2 separate regions of the Gossypium hirsutum genome follow, and region 1 is linked to region 2. A link is a contact called in public Hi-C data. All regions are on one chromosome and are shown on one strand. Each heading gives the region's core, a stretch centred on a gene start, on an enhancer-like site or on the middle of the called end of the contact. The rest is flanking DNA. Distances are from core to core; before and after follow the strand shown.

Region 1 (6,234 bases), core at 992-3,491, 260 kb after region 2:
CCAAATATTGCTTATGCTAGAGCTTTACCAACGAAGAAACGAAACAATAATTTTGTTAGACGATATAGATGAGCGGCAAGTAGGGACATCCAAATATTTAGCCGGCACTCCATGTGATTCGTATGACTATACGTCCGAGGAAGAAAGCCGTGATGGTACCTAAACTTTTTTTATCGCAAATGGTACATAAATTATTCTTCTGTTACTTATTTTACATCAAAATGTTATATACATTAAAAAAAATTCAACCAATCATAAATTGCCACGTCTACTTATTTGACTTGAAGGAATCGAAAATGTTCTTTCATCAATCAAAAACAATGGTTTTAGAACCAGACCGAATCGATAGGTTGGATTGAAAATTGGTCCAAGGATAGGGGTTGAATTGGTTGACTCACGAACCAATACAAATTAGTTGAACCAAGCTAAAAAAACTGATTGAACTAGTCGAATTGATTCTCACTATTTTTAATTTTTTATTTTTATGAATTTTTAATAAGTTTTAAATATATAAAGAAAATAATAATTTTGTCTTTTTTTGCTACAAGATTTAATTGGTTATCTTTTTAAAAAAAATAAACTTAACGGTTTGACTAACGATAGAGGTGCCAATCTAGGAAAAAAATAATTTAGTTATCACTTATGACAAAAAAAAAAGTTAGGTATCAAAATGAGAAAAATAACAAGTTTACATGTCAATTTATGAGTTATAATTTTTTTTAAATAATGAAAATATCAACTTAAAAAATTAATTTACATACAGACAAAAAAACAATTTAAGTATCAATATTTTTAATTTAAGTATTTAATTTCTATATTATTATTATTATTCAAAATTTGGATTGAAAAACATATTTCCGCTTCAATAATAAATGAAGTCATAATCTAGTGTATTTTCTATGCCGTACCAGTCCAATTTTCTTAAAAGCTACAATAAGACAAGGCATAGACAAAAATGCATATTATGGATTGGTTGGTTGCTCGATAAAACACAGCGTAGCGTTGATCCCCATAGCGGCGAGACAAGAGCATACCCCCCCCCCCCCCCGCGTGGTCCTAGTCCAAAATTCATACCAAGGTCAACAGCATATCCACAACATAAAATAAAAGGGTAAATTATATCAATAATCACTTAATTTTGATTTCAATGACAAAATGTCATTCAACTTTCAATTCAGTCACTTAATTTTAAAAAAATAATAAATTAGTCACTAACATTATCAAAAAGTGACAAATCAACCACCCACTAACATTTTCCGTTACAGGCCTAACGGGACAGGTGACATGGTCCGTTAACTAGCTGACGTGTGGAAACCCAGTTAACCCAATTAGCTGATGTGGCAGATTGATGTGGACAAAGCAAACAAAACACAAACCTTAACAGAACTTGGAAAAGCTCTTTCTTTGGCAATGAAAATTGAAAATTGATGGCGAAAATGTTGAGGTTAGCATCTAAACGGATGCTTGGGCCAATGTAAAGGGAGATCCCATCACGACCCGTTCAAATTCTTCCACGTCTTTACCACAAAAACGTCATCGACCACTACAACAATCCTTATAATATCGGTTCCTTCGATAAGAATGATCTGAACATCGGCACCGGTTTAGTCAGAGGTCCTGCTTGATGTGATGTTATGAAGCTTCAAATCAAAATCGACAAGGAATCTAGAAAGATCGTTGATGCTTGCTTTAAAACATTTAGTTGTGGATCAGCGATTGCCAAAACCCAAATTGAACTTTTGTCTCATTCTCTACCTTCTAATCTCTCCTCATCTAGCACTAAGTTGGTGCATTTGGTTGGATATGACGAATAAAAGCTCTCGACCGTTGTCGTTGTGGAACTGTTCTTTGTGAAGCTTGCCCCAACGCGATTCACAACCTCATGTTGCTACTGAATCACCCTAGAATTTTTCTCTTCTTCTTCTTTTATTACCCAACCTAGCTAGGGTTTTAAAATGAGATCGTTTACACAGAAGGATAACATATCAACTTTTAGTTAGTTTATAATAAAAAATAGTTAATAAAACTGAATTATTTTTTAAAAAAAATCGAATGAATATTTTATCATTGAAATCAAAATTGAATTACTGTTAATCTAATTTACTCAAAATAAAATTGTCTCGAACACATTTTCTGAATCCCCTGAACCATCCTCCTTATCCGCCATATTTTTCCCGCCCTATCAGATCAGATCAGATCGATCAAATGAAATCACCATCATAATAATGACCCCACTCTCAACCCCACCTCCTCTTCCCCTCTTTACTCTTCCATCCTCGCTTTAAAAGAATCTATCTGTCCTCCACTACCCGCAAATCAATGCCCTGTAAAATTTCTCCATTTTTTTCACCTTTTCCTCCTTTTATTTTTTTTAATTTCTTTTTCGTTTTCAAATTAAATTTCTCACTTTCTATATGTACTCCTAATCTTCCACCACCCTCACTTGCTACTATAGCCTTCCATTGCCCTTTTCTTCTCTTCAACTCCACCTGCTAAAATGCACCAATTTCCGGTGCTTCTCAGCCTCATCGCAGTGTCTGTACTGCTGATGGTAACTCCAGTCATTGGATACCGTCCATGGCCTCACTTAAAACCCAACAGCTCCGATTTAACGTTTGGAAGCTCCAAGAAATTCGAGGGCTCATCAGAGTTCGTCCAAATGAGATACCATATGGGACCAGTTCTCACCGCCAACATCACCGTACACATAGTTTGGTACGGCCGATGGCAAAAATCTCAGAAGAAGATCATCCGTGAGTTCATCAACTCAATCTCCGCCGTTGATGCCAAGCGCCCTTCTGTTGCCGGCTGGTGGAAGACCGTACAACTTTATACGGACCAAACGGGCGCCAACATTTCCCATACTGTGCATTTAGGGGAAGAGAAGAACGACCGATTTTACTCGCACGGGAAAAAACTGACGCGCTTGTCGATACAGTCGGTGATAAAAAGCGCGGTGACAGCGAGTACAAAGCCGTTGCCGATAAACCCCAGGAGCGGGCTCTTCCTCTTGCTCACATCCGATGACGTGTACGTCCAGGATTTTTGCGGCCAAGTATGTGGGTTCCATTATTTCACATTCCCATCCATCGTGGGTTACACGCTCCCATACGCATGGGTGGGGAACTCGGCAAAGCTTTGCCTGGGGGTATGCGCTTATCCCTTCGCCGTGCCGAAATACATGACGGGGTTCAAGCCGTTAAAGTCACCCAACGGTGACGTTGGAGTGGACGGGATGATAAGCGTGATCGGACACGAAATTGCTGAACTAGCAACCAACCCGTTGGTGAATGCTTGGTATGCCGGCCAAGACCCAGTGGCACCGGTGGAAATAGCGGATTTATGTGAGGGTATTTATGGAACTGGAGGTGGTGGATCTTACACGGGACAGCTATTGAACGATAAAGATGGTGCCACGTTTAACATGAACGGGATCAGACGGAGGTACTTGGTTCAGTGGGTTTGGAATCATATCCTTAATTACTGTTCTGGGCCTAATGCACTTGATCAGTAATTTTTATTTTGAAATTAAAATATTTTAGGGTTTCTTTATTTTGGCATTTTGAGGTTTATTAAATATGGACTTTGTAATATTTATAATTTATATATTATTCCTTATATGAAGATTTGAAAGATTTGGATGGTGGTGATAATAGGGGTTAAAATCGAATTAAACGAATTTTTAATCTTAATTGAATTGAATTTTTTTAAAAAAATAATTGAAATAAAATGTTTCAGTTAATTCAGTTTAAAATTTTTGTTTTTGTTTTTGTTTTTGTTATAGTAAGTATAAAACATATAAAAAAATTGATAATGTTCATTTGATCAAATTATTTAAATTAAAATCTTGTAATTTATATTATTAATTATTAAGTTCGATTGATTTGGTTAATTACTTGATCTCAAATTAAATTAATCGATAATTAAACTTTCACAAAGTTATTAACCAACTTCTTATTCCAATTAGATAATTCGATCAATTAATTGAATTAAATTGATTGGATCAATTAATTCAATTTTAATTGGAATCCAATTGAGTGGGTATGAATCCAATTGATGATGGGTTTGGATAGGCAATTGAGTGGGATGCGTTTAGTTTTTTTTTTTTGTCTCATGCTACAGTATCGCTACAGTATCTAATCTCACCGCCACTGCTGTTTTTACACTAACCGCAGCACCGCCCATCTAAATTCACCCTTAGTAGGTATGACAGAGCTTTCTTGAACTTAAAACTATAATAAGTTTGACTTAATTTTAGTGTAAGTTTGACTTAAATTTTAATTTATTTCGAGTCTCATTCAGGGTCTGTTTGATTGACAGTAAAATGTTTTCCGGAAAATAATTTCTGGAAAATGTTTTACTTTTCTATAAAATGATTTATTGGAAAATATTTTCTGGTATTTGATTGAATCTGTGTAAAATGTTTTCTACTGTTTGACAAATTTCCTGAAAATATTTTCCGGAAAAGTTGTTTTTACATATATTAATATATATTAATAAATTTTTATATTTTAAATTGTTTTTACATATATTGCAATAATTTATTTATAAATAAATAAATAAAATTAAATATATAATAATACTCAATTATTAAAATATAAAAGCATTGCAAACTACTTCCGAAATTTACTAATTAGTAGTGAATCATTTATAGTGATCTCCTGATGAAATTACGCTTAGCATAAAAGCAATTTTTTTGTTGTCTTACAAACAACACAGATAACATCATTATCAAATTTCAGCCACTCTCAAATATAACCAATTCCTTAGCCAACCAATCTACATTGTAACACAAAGCTAACTCCTATGAAATTTATCCCAATGCTCACATTTACAGACATAAATATGTATATATGTATGCATTCAACAAATACATAACCATATGCATGCAATCAGCTATGTTCTTTGAAAGCTACTACTAGATCAAGCATTGCCCCAATACTATAGGCTGCCATCCAATAGAGAGGAAAAAATACAAGCGAAGAACCCAGCTTTTTACCTAGAGATATGGCGAAATGTGCTCACGCAACTGGTAAGAAAAAATCACTCATGGCCCAAAAAAGAATTTCATAGAACTGATAGTAAAATCAAAATGAATGATACATACAATCAAAATTTTCAACTGACACCTATTGATTTAATACAACCAGGTAAAGAGGCAGACAACCATCTGATATCTATGAAGCAAATGAACTAGCAATATGCTAGAAATACCAGCAACTGCAATCAACAAAGGCAACAGGCTCCATTGAAGTCCCCAATTTAAATAGAAAATAGCAGTATTCCAGAGAGTCTATTATGTTGCCATGATTTCCAATTATAACAGCAGTATTCCAGAGAGTCTTTCCATGATTTATATCCCTCTCAATAATTGAGCTTCTAATGACCATGTTATACTTAGTGCAAATTCCTGAAGAAATTGTGTAGACTCCCCGTTAACAGGTTCTGCAAATTCACACCACCTCTTTTCTCGTGTACAGAAGGCAAATGGCATCATCCATGCTTCCTGAACTTGCATCATAGACTCATTAATTTGCATTTTCAGAATATTATGCATCGATCAATAAAATTGACCATACCTGCAACATAGTATGTTGACTCCTGAAGCACCAGCAGCATCAATTGTTGGTCCCAATTTCTCAAATATAGCTTTTTTCTAGTTTGAAAAGGGAGCAGTGGTTGGAAATAGGAAACAAGATCCTCCAATATGAGTTGTCTTTGTCTAAAATGAAAAATAGAAAAGAGGCTAGTGACTAAAACACACACACACACACACACATATTCTATATTCTACATTGCTTGGAATGAAGAATTAAAAAACATAACCATCAAAAAGTAATTAGAAACCTGGATGAATAGGAAGAAAGTAAGGACATAGCCATACTTCTGGAGGCAGTGGATTATTCCCTGACCATTCATATGCTCCAAGCACCTATCAGGATCAAATATCGACAAAACGTTGACACAGTGCACATTGCTTGCCTGATGATTGTACAGATATCTGCATATCTCATATTGATGATCCTTTGATAGGACAGTATTCAAGGCTCCAGTAGCATATAATGTAATAACCTGTTGCAGTTTATAAACAAAGATTAAATTACATATCATCCAATTATTAGTTGTTGAGAGATGCAACAATGTCAAGGTAATCAGAAAGCTATTGAAATGTAATTATTAGGGGATCTCAAAGTTAAAAACACAGACATAATGACAAAATAAAGGATTGGTTCT
Region 2 (5,776 bases), core at 995-3,494:
TATATGATATGAATAGCCTCATAAAAGGTAGAGAAGAAGCACATAGATTGAGAAAAGGAAACCCAAATTTAGATGCATGCATAACCACTCTAGCGCAATTAGATAGAAAATGGTCATAATTTATCATGTATCATAAAAAAAGAATTGCTACTTTACAAGAAAATGAAAATGGCTGTTCCTCATGCATTCATGTTCTGGTAAAATGCAGGCCAAACAACAAGACCACAAAATAGTCCTAATCTCTCCTTTATTGCAAAGGAGAGCAAGTCCATTGCTTCACTTACCATCTACTATTGGGCACATCAAACTGAAAGCAACAAGTACACGACTGACGGTAAAAGTAACATGGAGGCCCCTATACTAGGGGTCAGATTGCATTTTGCCCCCTCAACTAAAAGAATTGGACAAATTAGTCTCTATACGTTAAATCAAAAGGGCAAATTGTTCCTTTCAGTTGAAAATTTCATTCATTTGTACTGATAAAAACTGGCATAGCTGACGGAATAACCAAAAAGTAACACATGACGTGTCATGTGTATCTGATACTGATGTACAAGGACCATTTTTTAACTGTAGAACTGGATGAAATTTTTTACAGAAAGATCAGTTTGCTTTTTTATCCAATATATGTGGACTAATTTGCTCAAAATGCATGACTCTTAGTACAAGGACATCTATCGTACTTTTTTCAAGACTGACATATCAAAGTCTTCTTTGATTTACCAGCTCATCAGTTTCTACAACCAAAATTTATCTCTTTTATACATATACATGCTTATATAATCATTGGTCTTCTTCGGTCTACCCGTTAAACAGTTTTTACAACCAAATATATATGTATGTGAATGTATATATACATGTATGCCTTATGCACTTAATTTAAGCACTCTTGAGTAATTTGGTGCATAAGGATAAATGGTATAGCAAATGAATGAACTATACTACCTTCTCAATTTCCTCAAGCACAGCTTTAGCAACCTCACCCTTTTGTTCAAAGAGTTCATCCAAATCCATCCTTGGAACTAGAGCTCGAACCACTACCACCAACAAGGGAAAAAAAGTGAGACGAAATGGGATGCATAAATGGTTTTAGTTTACCAAAAAAGGAGCATAATATTATAGGCTGATACGCATAAAGAAAGCCAAAGAAAATGACCATCAAACACAAAAGCCTGGATCTGTTCTTTGGGATTTTGCAGCTCATAGAATGCATCATCAGCATGTCGTTTCATCACTCGGTATTGAATGGAGCAAACCAATTGAACAAAAACATTGTCCTACAAAATGTAACATTCTCATATTCATACTCATTGATCTTCAGCTAGTAGAGCAACAATATCAATGTAAATATTGTTCAAAATTGGGCGATTTCCCCGCAAAACAAGCACACACACACACACACACAAAAAAAAAAGAACTGATAAAATTCATATGATGAATTGATTAGAAATAGAGTAGCTAGGCATATTGATGGAAGGGGTTAATAAGGGAATTGACCTTGGTTTTGGTCTCGATGCGGACATCGAGAGAAGAGATTCGGGTAGAAAGGACGCCGGCGAGCCATTGACCGGCGCAGGGGTTAAATAAGTGAAGGCCAGGCTCCGCCAACTTCTCGAAACGACCCCACCTCTCCACCACGCCGATACTGGCCTGATCGACGCACGCAAAGAATATGCAAGACGTATTCCCCATTTTTTTCTCGATCGATAATAAACAAAACGGATGAAACAAAAAAGAAAGAATTAAAATCAAATGAAAGAAGGCGGAATTCTTTGGTTCTTGATTACGAGTTAAGACGGTGAAAAGTAGGAGATTCGGTGTGGACGGACGACGATAAGGATTTGGATTCTCGACTTCTCGTGTCGCCTCCTTGGTGGTGATTTTTTTTATTTTGAGAAAAAAAGTTGGTTTTAATTGGATTTGGATAGCAGCCAGGGTTGCTTCTTGACGTAGGCGATTATCACCTTTTGCTTGACCCATTGCATTTTTGAAGTACAGAAAAGACAAAATAGAAATAAAGTATATTTACTAAAACGCTCCATAATATGGAATGGTTATTATCTTCTGTTTTCGTACTCTGAAGATATCATACCAGAATATCTCACCAGACTCTGATCAAACAAGTAAATTTCACATGACTTTACCCAAAGTATCCCAGCAAACACAAAGAGCCATCATAAAGCTAGGGAGATGAATATAAAATTAAGGGTTTACAAAGTTACAACACTCATGACAATGAAAGCACAAAATATCCAAAAACTTAAAAAGCTTGACATGAAAATCCAGTTGAAACCGAGTCTACACGCCCAGATCTTGAACCACTGCTTCCATGGATGGTCTTTCTACAGGACACTCGTGAGTGCAATGCCAAGCAATTCTTGCAAGTTTAGCTGCTTCATATTCCAAGTACCTACCATGGAGGTTTGAGTCTATAAAATCTTGGATTCTACAACATTCACCTCCAACTCGTACCAACCTAGTCACATTTCGTTTCCCACCAAGGACTTGAAAAACCACGACCCCAAATGCATAAACATCACTCTTCTCGGTAAACCGGCCTGTACTAGTGTATTCAGGAGCTAAGTAACCCATAGCAGCACTGCCCTTGAGCGTTGCAAACACGATATCATTGGTAAGGAGGTTGTGCAAGCCCGAATCCGAGAGCAAAGGATTGAACTGATCATCGATGACCACTTTTTGAGCTGAAATGTTTTGGTGAACGAGGGCAGGTTTGTTTACTTCGTTACCATGCAAATATGCTATAGCTTTGGCTATGCCTTTAACAATGGAAACTCTTGTGGACCATTCCAAGACCTGTCCATTACCATCCTTGACATCAAGATAGCTTAGTAAATTCCCATTAGGGACAAAATCATATATGAGAAAGCACTCTCCCTGGGCCTTTGAACAACAGAACCCTCTCAATCCCACTAAATTTTCATGCTTCAATGAAGCCAAAACAATCAGTCCCCTCAAGAACTCAGCGTCATCTGATTTGCAACTAGTTTTGCCGATGCTTTTAATCGCAATAGCTGATCCATCCCTTAGAAACCCTCTATAAGTTGCGGAAAAGTTACTCTTCCCCAATAAATTTAACTCCGAAAAGTACTGAGTAGCTGTCTCCACCTCTTCTAAGTTGAACCTAAAGCTCTCGGCAAAGCCATTGTAGTTCCTGCCATCAGCCAAAGGATCCCAACCATTAGCATACTCAAGGCTAATGAGTGGAGATCCGTTCTTCTTACTAAACCCCTTGGTTTGATTGGTGCTAAGGCGGTTTTCAGGAACTTCAGATAAGCTACTAAGCTTCTGTTTCTGGCGACGATATTGCATGAATGTGACGAGTCCTATAACTGATAATGCAACTATGACAACAATCAGGGCAACAAGAATAGGACCCCTTTGAGACTTTGATGGCTTCGAGCAGGGTTTTTGCTCACAAGGTAACTGAAGATTTGCCGTCTCCGGTATTTCTCTAGTAACACCAGCTGCCCCTGACCCATACACCTCAGGTTTGCTTGGATTAATATGATCAGAATCATTACAAACTTTCAATGATGCAAAACCAGACCCACATAGACCCGGATTATTTTGAAACAAGAATCCATCATTCAGTCTCTTAAGAGCTACATCAAACCAAGAAGGGAAAAAAATCAAATGAAGTTCATTATTATTTTTCCATAAAGCCAAGCAGAATATAGTTATATATAATAAATAAATAAAAAAGATGAGTACCAAGAGGGACATTGCCAGAAAGTGAATTGTTCCGAATGTCTAGAACTTGAAGCAAAGGAGCATCAGCTAGTTTCAAAGGGATTGAACCAAAGAAACTATTGAAACTCAAATCAAGCCTTATTAATGTACCCAAATCCCCTAAACTTGCAGGGATTGCACCAGTAAGTTGATTGGACTGCAAGGCAAGTACATTAAGCTTCTTTAAAGATCCCAATTGTGTTGGTATGCTTCCTGTGAGCTGGTTATAACAGAGCTGCAACACTACACAGTATATTTGCAAAAGAAGGAAAAGGGAAAAAAAACCCAGTTAAGTGATTTTTGCTTAAAAACATAAAGACCCAAAATGGAAAATTTCTCATAATCCAAACACAGCAAGATTTGGAAAAAAAACCAATGGTAAATAGAAGAGAAAATTCAAATACAAGACCACTAACCCTTCAAGCTACCCAGTTCACCAATCTGAGGAGGAATCTGACCAGAGAGATTATTCATGTTGAGATATAAATCAGTGAGTAGAGTCAAGTTTGCTATTTCTTTAGGTATCTCCCCATACAAAGAGTTGTAATGCAAGTAAAGCCCTGTCAAGTGTTTAAGCTCAGCAATAGCCGGTGAGAGTTTGCCAGACAATCCTTTCCCTTGCAAAGAAATGTTGGCTATTTGGCCTTTCTCGTTACAGCATAAGCCTTCATATGAACCATCACGAGGGTCACCATTAAAGGTCCATGAAGAGAGATACTTGTTCTCTGGGTCTAAACCAGCTTTGATTTCCATAACTACTTTCAGTTCAGTATTTGCACTGAAACAACACTGGGTTGTGAAGAGAATGAGGAAAAAGATGAGAGGTAGTCTGAAATCCATTGCTTTTGGTCTAAAAAAAAAAAAGAAGAAGAAGAATGCTTCTGAATCTTCTTTTTTTTTTTTTCCTCAGTTCTCAAGTGAAGGAAGAGACAAAGATGCAGAGATGTGTCCATATATGCTTTGATTGCTTTCCTAAAGATTTGACAATTTAAAAACGCTTTGTACGATCTCAAAATAATTAAAATAATTAAAATAATAAATAAAGTAACATGGTTTTAAATATTAAATAATAATACAACTACAGAAACTTTAATATGAATTAAAAAGAATGTGAGCCGTTGGATTTAATGAAGAGGAGGAAGAGACTTTGGTTGATCCTCAGACATTCTCCTAGTAAAGATATTTTCCCAAAAGGGGAAGCACCAATCTTTTGCTCTATAACAATGCTAATAATATTTTATCTTTATTCATAACATTTTCATAACCAGGTACTACTAAAACTATTAATTTTCAGTTCAATTGTTCCGGTCAATTTTACTAAATAATTATTAGAAAATTATAATAAATAAATATCTATAAGATGTAAGTAAAAATTTGAATTTACAAAAAATTATTCAAGCCTACTCTTTTGATAAAAGAATCCGAATCTACCTACCGACTTATTTATTAAATGATTTTTAAAAAAATATCAACTTTATCCTTTATTAAGTAATTAATATTCTATTTATTTTTATCTTAAATATTTATATTAATTAAAAATATAAAAATCTAATTAGTTATAAAAATATTTTAATTATTACAAAATTAAGTTATAAATTGTATTATATTATAATATATTGATATGCTAAACATAATGTTTTTGTCATTAATAATTATAAAACATGATCAAATTAATAACTAAGATATGTTTAAACATATACCGAAATAAATCTATACATCCACAAATGGTGAAACATAACCTCTAATAAATATTAGATCGAGAACCCTTATATGGTTTACACAAATTGATATTTGAATTTTAGATATTAAAATTTCTATGGCATTAACCTTGCAATAACCTAAGACCTCATTAGCTATAATTTTTTTTATCTTTTCTTTTATTATTTATTTATTGTTTTAATAATTTTTATGTAAATACATGTTAAATTTTTAAATTTTAATTTAATTATAATATAAAATTTTAGATGATTTTTTTCTTTTAATTTTTAAGTTTTAATTAGTTTCTTTTTAATCCAAACCTTCTAAA

The links. A called contact is a pair of places that touch in the nucleus more often than the background predicts.
Region 1: a Hi-C map of leaf shows a contact between it and region 2, with 2.1 times the contacts expected there. The contact joins the promoter of LOC107892089 here to the promoter of LOC107892040 in region 2. A contact is called at or near these places in 10 of 34 Hi-C or Micro-C datasets (callus, hypocotyl, leaf and 1 more).

Annotation. Positions count from the first base shown.
Region 1 is chrD09:23,476,690-23,482,923 of Gossypium_hirsutum_v2.1, forward strand. LOC107892089 (protein EXORDIUM-like 3) reads left to right here and starts at 2,242. Exons shown (of 1, transcript XM_016817070.2): 1 at 2,242-3,624. The coding sequence starts at 2,498. The coding sequence ends at 3,514. LOC107892090 reads right to left here. Exons shown (of 7, transcript XR_005918568.1): 5 at 5,885-6,072; 6 at 5,580-5,722; 7 at 5,051-5,506.
Region 2 is chrD09:23,216,333-23,222,108 of Gossypium_hirsutum_v2.1, forward strand. It overlaps LOC107892040 (hypersensitive-induced response protein 4), which reads right to left and starts at 2,245. Exons shown (of 5, transcript XM_041101710.1): 1 at 1,498-2,245; 2 at 1,157-1,277; 3 at 946-1,037. The coding sequence starts at 1,980. It overlaps LOC107892039 (somatic embryogenesis receptor kinase 1), which reads right to left and starts at 4,724. Exons shown (of 3, transcript XM_016817006.2): 1 at 4,167-4,724; 2 at 3,733-3,993; 3 at 2,173-3,623. The coding sequence starts at 4,590. The coding sequence ends at 2,299.